2 separate regions of the Mus musculus genome follow, and region 1 is linked to region 2. The links are chromatin contacts, called in public promoter capture Hi-C maps. All regions are on one chromosome and are shown on one strand. Each heading gives the region's core, a stretch centred on a gene start, on an enhancer-like site or on the middle of the called end of the contact. The rest is flanking DNA. Distances are from core to core; before and after follow the strand shown. Region 1 holds the start of Papolb (poly (A) polymerase beta (testis specific)). Region 2 has its middle 12 kb from the start of Gm30603.

The links. Promoter capture Hi-C pulls out the DNA fragments that hold promoters and counts their contacts.
Region 1: a promoter capture Hi-C map of embryonic stem cells shows a contact between it and region 2, with 4 times the contacts expected there. The contact joins the promoter of Papolb here to the enhancer-like site in region 2. A contact is called at or near these places in 6 of 39 promoter capture datasets (the 3T3-L1 cell line, the SN4741 cell line, cranial neural crest and 3 more) and 1 of 115 datasets of contacts at active chromatin or transcription factors (embryonic stem cells).

The regions. Positions count from the first base shown.
Region 1 is chr5:142,526,782-142,531,901 of GRCm38.p6, forward strand. Papolb (poly (A) polymerase beta (testis specific)) reads right to left here and starts at 3,295. Exons shown (of 1, transcript NM_019943.2): 1 at 959-3,295. The coding sequence starts at 3,105. The coding sequence ends at 1,177. All of the region lies in intron 2 of Radil (Ras association and DIL domains), which reads right to left.
Region 2 is chr5:140,581,745-140,586,853 of GRCm38.p6, forward strand. No RefSeq gene overlaps it. Among named protein-coding and RNA genes, the nearest start is that of Gm30603, 12 kb to the right of the region's middle. Within about 2 kb of position 2,482, at least 79 of the 459 cell types and tissues checked have an H3K27ac peak or open chromatin away from gene starts, as enhancers often do. A contact at or near this core is called in embryonic stem cells, where this site is marked.

The DNA of each region.
Region 1 (5,120 bases), core at 2,045-4,544, 1.9 Mb after region 2:
GTGATCTAGAAAATCTCACATCCATGGAGATCAAGAACAGAACACTGACCCAAGTTTTCCTGAGATATTTTAACCATGAAGTCAGAATTTGATGTTTTGTGTCATGTGGCCAAAAATCTTTTGTATTTGCATTACAATTTAGATATTAATATTCTGGACTTTTAAGAAGCAGCATGCATGCTTGCATGCTTAATGCAAAGAGGATGAAGTTTTTGTTTGAGGACAAATGATTAAGAAAAAAGGAATGTGGAACTGAGAAAATACCTAGCTGATTATACATTCTTCCAAACAATTCTACAGATAAAACCCATATACCATTTCTTGATCTTCTCCCACAGAAACCAAATACTTAGTAACTATGGTTTTGATGTCAAATGAATGCCCTCGAAGATTACATTCCATCTTAGAGGGTGTAGACGCCTCCTGGGAACTGAGATACATATTTCATACTTTCTCAAGTATATTACTACAAAAATAGCATGCGACTTTAAGATTAGTAAAGAAACCTTTTCGGGGAGGAAAAAAAGGTGAAAATTCACCAAAGTGGAAAGTCAAAAATTAGTTCTAGTTCCTAATGGAAAAATTTTAAATCCCATAAAGTACTATAATAAGGGTTCTGATAGTTTGTATTGCAAATTTCCCAACAATGGATCAAACATAAATCCAATTCTAATGTCAGTCAAGGACAGAAATGAATACAGCTAGAGGGGATTTTCCTCTTTTCTAATCAGAGCTCTCTGAAATAATGTAACTACTATCAACATGCTAATGGTCTGAGGCATGAGTAACAGTACTGGTTTTGAATGCTAATCTGGACTTCAAGATTAGGCCAGCAAAAAAAGTTACTAATGGAGTATGAATCTATTTTGAGTCAAATCTAGCCTGGTTCCCTCATTTTCCTTTAACATCCGAAAGCGACAAGTTCAATTTGCAAGAATTTGTGTAAGGGCCTTTGAGATAGTTTCTATCCATTCAATCTGTTTTATTGAACTCTCAATAAAAGGAATAGGATCTCTAGGAAAAACAGGGATACCGGGCTTATCTGTTCCCAGGTGTTTCCTGAGAGGCCAACAGAGAAGCTGCTGTCTGAGTGGTGTCTAAGCGGGACTCATCTATCTGGTTCTTCCCTTCTGTTGGGTTTCTTGTTTCTTTCTTCTTATCAGCTGAGACTGTCTTCTAGACTCCTAGTATAGGATTGGGTATGTTCGTTGCTGTATTTCCTGAAGGTCTAGATGGATGGTTTACCAGATGTGTCGAAGAAACCACTCTGGTCATTGTAGGCTTAGGTGGTGGTGAAATGGTAGGTTGTGAGGGAATCTGAGGGATGCTTTCACTCAGTGCAATTCCTGAGCTTTCTATGGGATTCACATGCTGCAAGGAAACATCAGGAAACTGTATGTTGGTCACAGATGCTGCCATAACAGCCAGAGCAGGACTGTTTCTGCCCTGAGGGTTTCCAGTCAGTGGACCTGTCTTCATAGTGCCAGTAGGTGAAGGAGCAGTCATGCTGTTTTCACTGTCTATAGACAAGAGAAGGCTGCTGTCAGTCACAGCTGTCAGCCTTACACTTTCTGTTAAATGGGTTTCCTTTTTCTGAAGAACATGATTTGGAAGTAGCTGATGAAGTTCCTTCCTTCTTAGATGCATTGCAGCAATCTTCATATCCATCTCAAACATCTTACTATTTATTGCTTGTCTGTACACTGTATCTGTGAAAGACTGAATATCATAGGTGAGATCAATACTGAGAATTTCAGAGTTTTCTGGCTTCTTCAACACTAACCCGATCACCCACATAGTACGAAATTCTTCCTTGTCAGCAGTTTCTTTTGGTGCTGGAAACGACTGAGGATTCACATGAGCCAGAGTAATGAACTCATTCTTTTCCAGGCTCCCAACCAGGATTCGGATCTTTGATTCCACCAAGCCCACCCACTCTAAATGTTGTTTCTCTGTTGGCGCACTTGCCAGAAGTACAATATAATGCTTGTATTTTTGAAAAAAGCTTGGAGCTTCAAAAAGTTTGGACCATTCTGCCTTATTCAGCAGAATTTCATGTGTGATAGCAAGTCCTTGTTTAAACTCCTCAATCATGACCATCCTGGTCGAAACAGACACATTGTACGTGGAGTTCTGCTGTGGGTATGCTGGTGTAATTATAGGCATAAGATGGTACCTGTCACTAGGATTCACTCTTGGGTCCCATACAGGCAAGTTAAGATTTCGTTCTTCTGGTTCTTTTAACAACACTGGATTTGGCCATTCCCACTCAGAAAACACCAAGAAAAATTTTCGCACAAGAGTGGATGCTATTGCATTTGGGTAAAGCTGGCAAGTTCTTGCTACTAGCATAGCCCAGGAAACACCTCCAAGGAAACCCAATATATTGGAATAGATGTTGTGGCATTTGGCCCATAATTTGATGGCTCTCAGTGTTAACCTGAAGCTGTCAATGTTTGGTACTAGATGTAAAATCTCATCAGTTACCCGGCAACCGTTAAGGCTTCTTATGCACCTAATATCTAAATTTTTAAGCAGACTATCATCTCGTAGGTCCAAATCTTCTGGAATAGTCTGCAATGCTAATCTTGCAAACAAAATATCAATCTCTATTCCATCAAAACACAGTTTGATAACCGGCACAAAGGCCTCCTCAACAGCTCTTAAATCTTTTACTTCCTCTTGTAGTTTCAATTTGTCATAGAAGGAGGTGAAAAAGTCATTTCGATCCACGTGTCTTGGTGCAACGCACAAAGCATCGATATCTGCACCTTTCGTGTGTACTCCTAATCGGTAAGAGCCGAACGTAAAAATTTTCCCCCCAACATTCTCAATTACAGCTTGTGGAAGATTCCTGCTTTCACTGATTTCTCGGATCCATTCCTTCACCAGATTATTTAATTTCTGCAAAATTAAAATCCTGCGCTGCAGTTCCTCTTCCTCTTCAAACACCCCGAAGGGCTGGAGGGTCTCGATCAGCTTCTGGGTGAGTTCGCGGTCTGTGTCCTTGGGGGCGGCCAGGCTGATGGGGGACGATATGCCGAACTGCTTCGGGGCGGGAGCCGGTTGTTGTGCTCCTTGGGTGGTCACCGCAAATGGCATCATCTCTAGCTCCCGCGCCGCCAGGGCACCTGCCCCGCCACCGCGACCTCGACGGCCTCTGCTCGGCTCATGATCCGAAGGCGCGAGGGGCGGGCTCCTGCCGGCCGGCCCTGTCGGCCCCCGCTCCGCTCCGAGCCCGCCGCCTCAAGCGCTTCCCCTGGTATCCCTCCGGGCCAACATGGCGCCGGGCTCCTCAGCGGTCGCGTTCCAGAACCGACGGCACACGCACGCACCGGCCGATGCCGCTGCCGCTCTCACGAGATTGGAGGAAATTCTCGCGCTAGAAGGCTTCCGGAAGAGCTCCATCCCGGCCCGGCCTGCCCGGTTCTGAGAAGTCTCTCTTGAGGGACAATGCACTGTCCTCTATCCCCAAGCAGGTTCCAGAGGATGCTCCAGCTAGGCCCAGGGCGACAGTGGTGCTCTCATCAGGCCTGGTGTCACTTCTTGGGGTGGCTTCTACTTTCCCTGGCTCCTGCTGAGAAGTTACCATCAAGCCAAAACTATGGCCCTTTCGTCGTCTTCTGCCAGCCCATACTCAGATTTCTGTTCTCAGTATCCCACAGTTCCACTGCTGTGTGCGTGCGTGCAAGGTGAATATACTCAATTTACAAGGGCGCGCTGGATTTCCTGCATCAGAGCAAGAAGTCCTTTTTATTTTGTGGCCTCTAGAAGATTCCCACGCCTATGCTTGGAATATGCTCTTCCCGACATTCTCTTTGTTCTCTTCGTTTGGATACAGGATAAACCTTCCCATTCTTCCCGTGCTCCAGATCTGTGCTTGTTCCTGGGTGACGCCAGATCTCCCACTTCTCCATTCTCACTTAAGTTATATATAGTGTGCAGTTGAAGCACCACTGAAGTGCACTCTTTGCTTTTGTGGTATTGGGATCCAAGCGCCTCACACACTACCACTGAGAGAACCAACTTACATATTCTTTTAAATACTTACCTTTGTGTTACTGGTAGCATAATTGTTCCAGTTTCACTCCTGTTGCTGACAAAAAAAAAAACAAACGAAAACACAACTTAGGGGTAAAGGGTTTATTTGGCTTACAATTCCAGGTTACCGTCAGTTACAGGGAAGGTGAGAAGAACTTAAGATATCTAGCCACATCACACTCAGTCAAGAGCAGTGAGAACAAATGTACCCATGCCTGCTTCCTGTCATCCATCTATCTATTTCTCCTGTTTATACAGTCCAGGGTCCCTTGCCTAAGGACGGGAATGCCCACAATGGGCTGGATCTCCTGTGTAAATGAACACTCAGGACAGTCCCCTACAGACACACCCACAAGTCTACTGGATCTAGGTAATTCCTCATTAAGAATCTCTTCCCAGGGCTGGAAAGGTGGCTCAGAAGAAGGATGGGAGGAGGAGAAGGCACCACTGTTGCTTTTCCAGGATAGGAGATTGGTTCCCTATGATACCTCTGGCCTCTGATGGCACATGCTTACACATAATTAAAACTTGGAAACTTGGAAAACCTTTTTTTTTCAAGACAGGGTTTCTCTGTATAGCCCTGGCTGTCCTGGAACTCACTTTGTAGACCAGGCTGGGCTCGAACTCAGAAATCCACCTGCCTCTGCCTCCCGAGTGCTGGGATTAAAGGCGAAAACATTTTTTTAAAAAAAGAACTTTCTAGTTGATTCTAGATTGTGACAAGTTGACAGTTAAAGTTAACCAGCATAATTCTCTTGTTCTTTTAAACATCTGTCTCTATTTTGGAGGTGATACACTGTTTTCATCCTACCATCTCTTCAAATATGGTGAGCATTCATTAGTATTCAGTAGCCAGTAATGTCTCCGAGAGTCTAATTCTGTAGTGTGCTGTCTTTCATGAATTTCTGGGCATTTTTCCCTTTTGTGTTCTCTGATTTTTGTTATGAGCTCATTTGTGGAGAGGACTGGGATGCCCATGCCTGGTGAATATGGAAATCCAGGTAGGATTTCCTTTGGTTTTGCTAGATGCTCTTGTACTAAGCTGTGTATGTGATTTCTTTTCTTTCTTTTCTTTTTTC
Region 2 (5,109 bases), core at 1,232-3,731:
GGGGACAGAGGACAGAAGGGGAGGTGTCTAGCCCAGCCAGAGTCTCTGATGGCGCCCTAAGCTCATCCTTGGGACCTGGGGGTGGGGGCAGAGCCTGCTCATGTTTCCAGCGTGCCCCTCCCTCCTGCCAGCTGTGTGCAGCTGGGGCCTCACTCTGCTCGGAGGAGACCCAACACAAATGTGAGCGGGTGTGTGTGTGTGTGTGTGTGTGTGTGTGTGTGTGTGTGTGTGTGTGTGTGTGGTGGGGCTCAGGGACCTAAGATCTTCTAAGTTCCCTGACTCCTTGCAGTGACCTGCTCTGCTGGCTGCCAGTAAAAAAGGTGACAAAGGGAGAGTAGAAACCTGAGGTATAAAGCAGGTTACATCACCTGCAAAAACCTAAAAGACACAGTTCTCACCTTAGGTCTAAGTCTTTAGTCCCCCAACAGTTTCACAAGCTGGCACATAGCTCTGTGTGTGTGTGTGTGGGGGGGGTGTCTGTGTGTGTGTGCCCATGTGTACCCAAGGAAGGATTCCAGGGCTGGGGACCTAAAAGCTGGTTTGGAAAACCCAGGTGTCTGTCTGTCCTGGGGCAGCTTTTGTCTCTGTCAGAGGCATAGATTTGCAAGAAAAACATGTGTGGCTGAACGTGCCTGCAATCCCAACACTGGGAGATGGAGATAGAGGATCAGAGTCGAGCCCAAGGCCCCATGGGAATACAGGGAATAAATGAGATCCTGTCTAAAAAAAATTAAAAAATAAAAAATAAATTAAAAAAAAGAAAGGAAGGAAGGAAGGAAGGGAGGAAGGAAGAAGGAGGCTGTCTCAGTAGGTAATGGACGGAGAGAATCTTTATATGTATGTGCTAAGCACACATCACACACATTGTGCACATTTTTTGTTTGTTTGTTTGTTTGTTTGTTTTTGAGACAGGGTTTCTCTGTATAGCCCTGGCTGTCCTGGAACTCACTTTGTAGACCAGGCTGGCCTTGAACTCAGAAATCCACCTGCCTCTGCCTCCCGAGTGCTGGGATTAAAGGCGTGCGCCACCACACCAGGCTGCACAATATTTTTAAGTGGCACGAGTCTACCATTGCCCTTGAGCCTCAGTTTCCCCACAAGGACACAGCTTCTGGCAGAGGGCCATGACCACAGCTTCCTGCTGGACAAACTGTCAGGGCTTCTTTTTCTCCCGTGGGAGCCTCTCCCCTCCCCCAACTCACGAAGGGAAGCATCCACCTAGAGGTCCCAACCCAGAGGCTACTACAGAGCCACCCTGGTTCTCCACACCTCAGATGCTCGGCTCTCTCCATGCAGAGACTGAGACTGACCCTGCCACTGCTGCAGCTCTCCCTGCCTTGCCTGGTGGCTTCCCAGAGCCAGGAGGGAGGGACACTGCCCGGAGATGCAGCCAGATGGCTGTAATCCTGCATCAACAGAGGCTTAGACACCTGCTTGGCTCCTTCCCTGTCACTCTGGCCTGCCCAAGCATTCCAGGGCATCTCAGTTTGCAAGGGGCTTTCCCCAGCGCCATAGTGGAGCCTCGGGGCTCTGTCCCTCCCCTGATGGTGTGAGCATCATGCAACCTCAGAATGAGGCTTCGAGGCCTGACCTGTTGCCATCCCCCAACATGGTCAGGGACTGGTCCCTCTTGTAAGTCCTGTGTGAGTGTTCTCCCTAGACACGCCTAGGGCCTGACATGGCAGTTTGGAGAGACCTGCCTGAGTAGAATAGGAAATCTGAAAGAAATCAGAAATGCTACCAAATGCCTGAACTACATTAGAGGGTAGGGGGGGCTTGGGAAAGGTTTCTGTGAGGCAGGGTGGACCAGGGCTGGGCTGGGCTGGGCTGGGGGAGGGTTCCAGATGGGGGCTGGGCAGAAGGAACAGGTGTGAGGAGGCAGAGGGGAGGGGAGCCATCTGGGTGGAAGAGGAGAGCAACTAAGCTACAAGGCCAGCCTCCTGTGTCGACAGAGGCTGGAGCCAGAGGCACAGCGGGGCCTGGGGCTGGCGACAGAACTGAGAAGGAAGGGACACCCTCAAAGTCCTTAGGGTAAGGTTGGCTTTGGGGTAGCAGTACAGATTGTCCATCTCATTATAGTATCTCCATTTACAGGTCTCTCACCTCCAGAGCCCACCCACTGCCCTCCCCAGGACCCTCACCAATCCCATGTTTTGTGGGTCCCATAAAGCCTGGGCTGCCCACGCTGTCCACGTACAGAGTAACAACCCACTCCCACCCCCCAGGACACATGGCTGAGCCCTGGGCAGTGTGGGAATGTGGGCCAGGCAAGAAGGTAAGACTCACTCTTCCCTCTGTCCCTGCACCTGCCCGGTCACCTCCCACACCCTCAGCTCCAAAGCCCATATTTCCATGTGAATGGCCGCCCTCAGCCTGCTAAGCTGGTTAACAAGCCCCCAGCCCCACAGAGGCAGACAGAGGGTGTTAACACAGGCCTATTGTCCCAGCTCGGGCTCCAGGTTGCCATGGCACCTGCCAGGCCTCTGGGCTTGGACTAATCCTTTCTCTGGGCCTTTCACTGCCCTGGTCCCACCCCCCCAGGCTGGTCTCTGTGACTTGGCTGTGCCCAACAAGGCTAGTTTCTCTGCTGAGGTCAGGAGAGGCCATAAGTCTAACCCCCAGGGCCCCTGGCCCCAGCTCTTTGTCCCTGGCATTGTCCCTGTGTCCCTAGCCCTCCAGTTCTCTGGGAACTACAGTGGCTTGGCGGGAATTGGACTCAGCCAGGTGGTCAGTTTTTCCTATTGTGGAGAAGAGTCCTCAGTCCTGATCTCTCTGGCCTGCCCTCTGCTCTTCGGGTATGCCAGACAAGTACTACACCCACTGAGCTAAACTCCCAGCCAGCCCCCTTTCTAAGTTTTTGTTGTTTGTTTGTTTGCTTGTTTTTTTGTGACAGGGTGTCATTATGTAACTCAGGCTATTCTTAGATCTACGATGTCCCTGCTGGGCTTGCAGGTCAGCACCACCTTTTAGAGACCTCCAGAGTCACTTGCCAACAGTCCCTCTAGAATACCAACTCCACTGGGCCAGAAGGTCCAAGACCAAGGGTGCAATAGGTCCTTAGAGGGTGTGGTCCCTGTGTTGTAGGATGGGATCCATGGACAGAGGCACCAAGGGGAGGCCGAGCTCTCTCTCTAGACTGGCTTGACCTCTCCAGGGAAACTCAACTTTCTATCTCCCTATCTCCCTCAGAACCATGAGTCTGAGCATGAAAGACATCTGCCCTCTCTCCTCCTCTTCCACCCCCAGAAGATGGAGGCCCAGGATCTAGGATTCCAGACCAGTACATCACTGAAACGCAGCTTCTCAAATGGTTTCCACACTGACTCCTTTCTCAAATTACAAAGCTTGAGACATCTTTACATGATCTCAGATAGCTACATACATTAAAAACAAGTCCACAAACCAAACGCTCACCATAAATCAGAAAGACATTTACTTTAAAACAATTCTTTGGTATACACAGGACCCTGCAGTTTATTAAGGAACAAGGGAGGAAGAGATGACTCAGTAAAATGTTGGCCGTACAAGCACGAGGACATGAGTTCAGATCCCCTGAACCCATTTGAAAAGCAGCCATGGTGGAGTGTGCTTATAACCCCAGCCTTGGTGTTTAGGGTGTACACGAGTGACAGGGGGACTCCTGAAGCTTATTGGTCAGTCGTCCTGGCAAATCAATGAGCCCCAAGTTCAACCGGAGAGCTCCTCTCAAAAAAAATCAAGATGGAAGCCAGTCGGTGGCAGCACACACCTTTGACCACTGCACTCGGTAGACAGAGTCAGGAGGATCTCTGTGCCAGCCAAGGCTGCATAACAAGAAACAAACAAAAGAATAAGGAGAGCAGCTGAAGAAAGATATTCTACACTTATGGTGGTTTGGATATGCTTGGCCTATGGAAAGCAGCACTATTAGGAGGTGTGGCCTTAGGGGGTGTGGCCTTGTTATAGGAAGTGTGTCACTGTTGAGGCGGGGCTTTGAGGTATATATATATATATATATATATATATATATATATATATATATATGCTCAGTCCTGGCCAGTGTGATCCAGACCCTCCTCCTGGCTGCCTTCTGATCAAGATGTAGAACTCTCAGCTCTTCTAGCACCATGCCTGTCTGTACTTTGCCATGTTCCCACCATGATGATGGACTGAGCCTCTGAAACTGTAAGCCAGCCCCAACTGAATGTTTTCTTTATAAGAGTTGCCTTGGTCATGGTCTCTCTTCACAGCAATAAAACCCAAACTAAAACATCACCCTTCTTAGGCTTCCACATACATGAACATACAGGTGCATGTACCACAACTCCCACACATACACAAGACCATACACACAATGCCATATACTGCACACATATGCACACACAACAATAAAGCAAATTTGTATACTAGTGGGACATATATACTTGTTATTTTTATATAAAATGTTAACCAAATATTTATTTTTCAGAGTTTATCAATATGGATTTTTTTTTTTTGGTCAGTGCTGAGAATGCCATTTTATATAAATATATCATACAAGATGGTAGAAGCATGTTTAGGGTCACTTCAGAAATTGCTGGAAATTCTACTCTAAATCATAAGCCAAGGTTCATTAACAGTTTTCCATGAATCTCCAGTCGGCTGCTTCAATAGGAATTTTAAAACCAAACATTTCTGAGTCAGCTAAACCTACTTGTGATCCTGTGTTTTAAAATAAACAACAACAACAACAACAAGTGGGTCAGGGAGGGTGAGTCATGCCTGGAATTGGAGTACATGGGAAGTGGAGACAGGAGGATCAGAAGTCAAAGTCATCTTTGGCTTAATAGTTCACTCCCAACCTGAGCTGCATGAGTCCCTGTCAGAAAGAAAGAGAGAAGCTGGGGAGAGAGGAGAAAGAGAGAGAGGAGAGACAGAGATGGGGCACCCTCTGCAATGCCTGCACTTGTGAGGCTGGGGCCAGACTGAGTTACAAAGCTAGACTCTGTGTCAAAAACATAAGCAAAAAGCTTAATTTTACAAGCCATGTTGGGTACGAAAAGAGTTAAAACCACAAAGCCCTTCTTCCTCCACACCACGCCTCCCAAACTCTTTTGGAGTGGTTTCATCTGGCTTGCTTTGTTTGGGGCT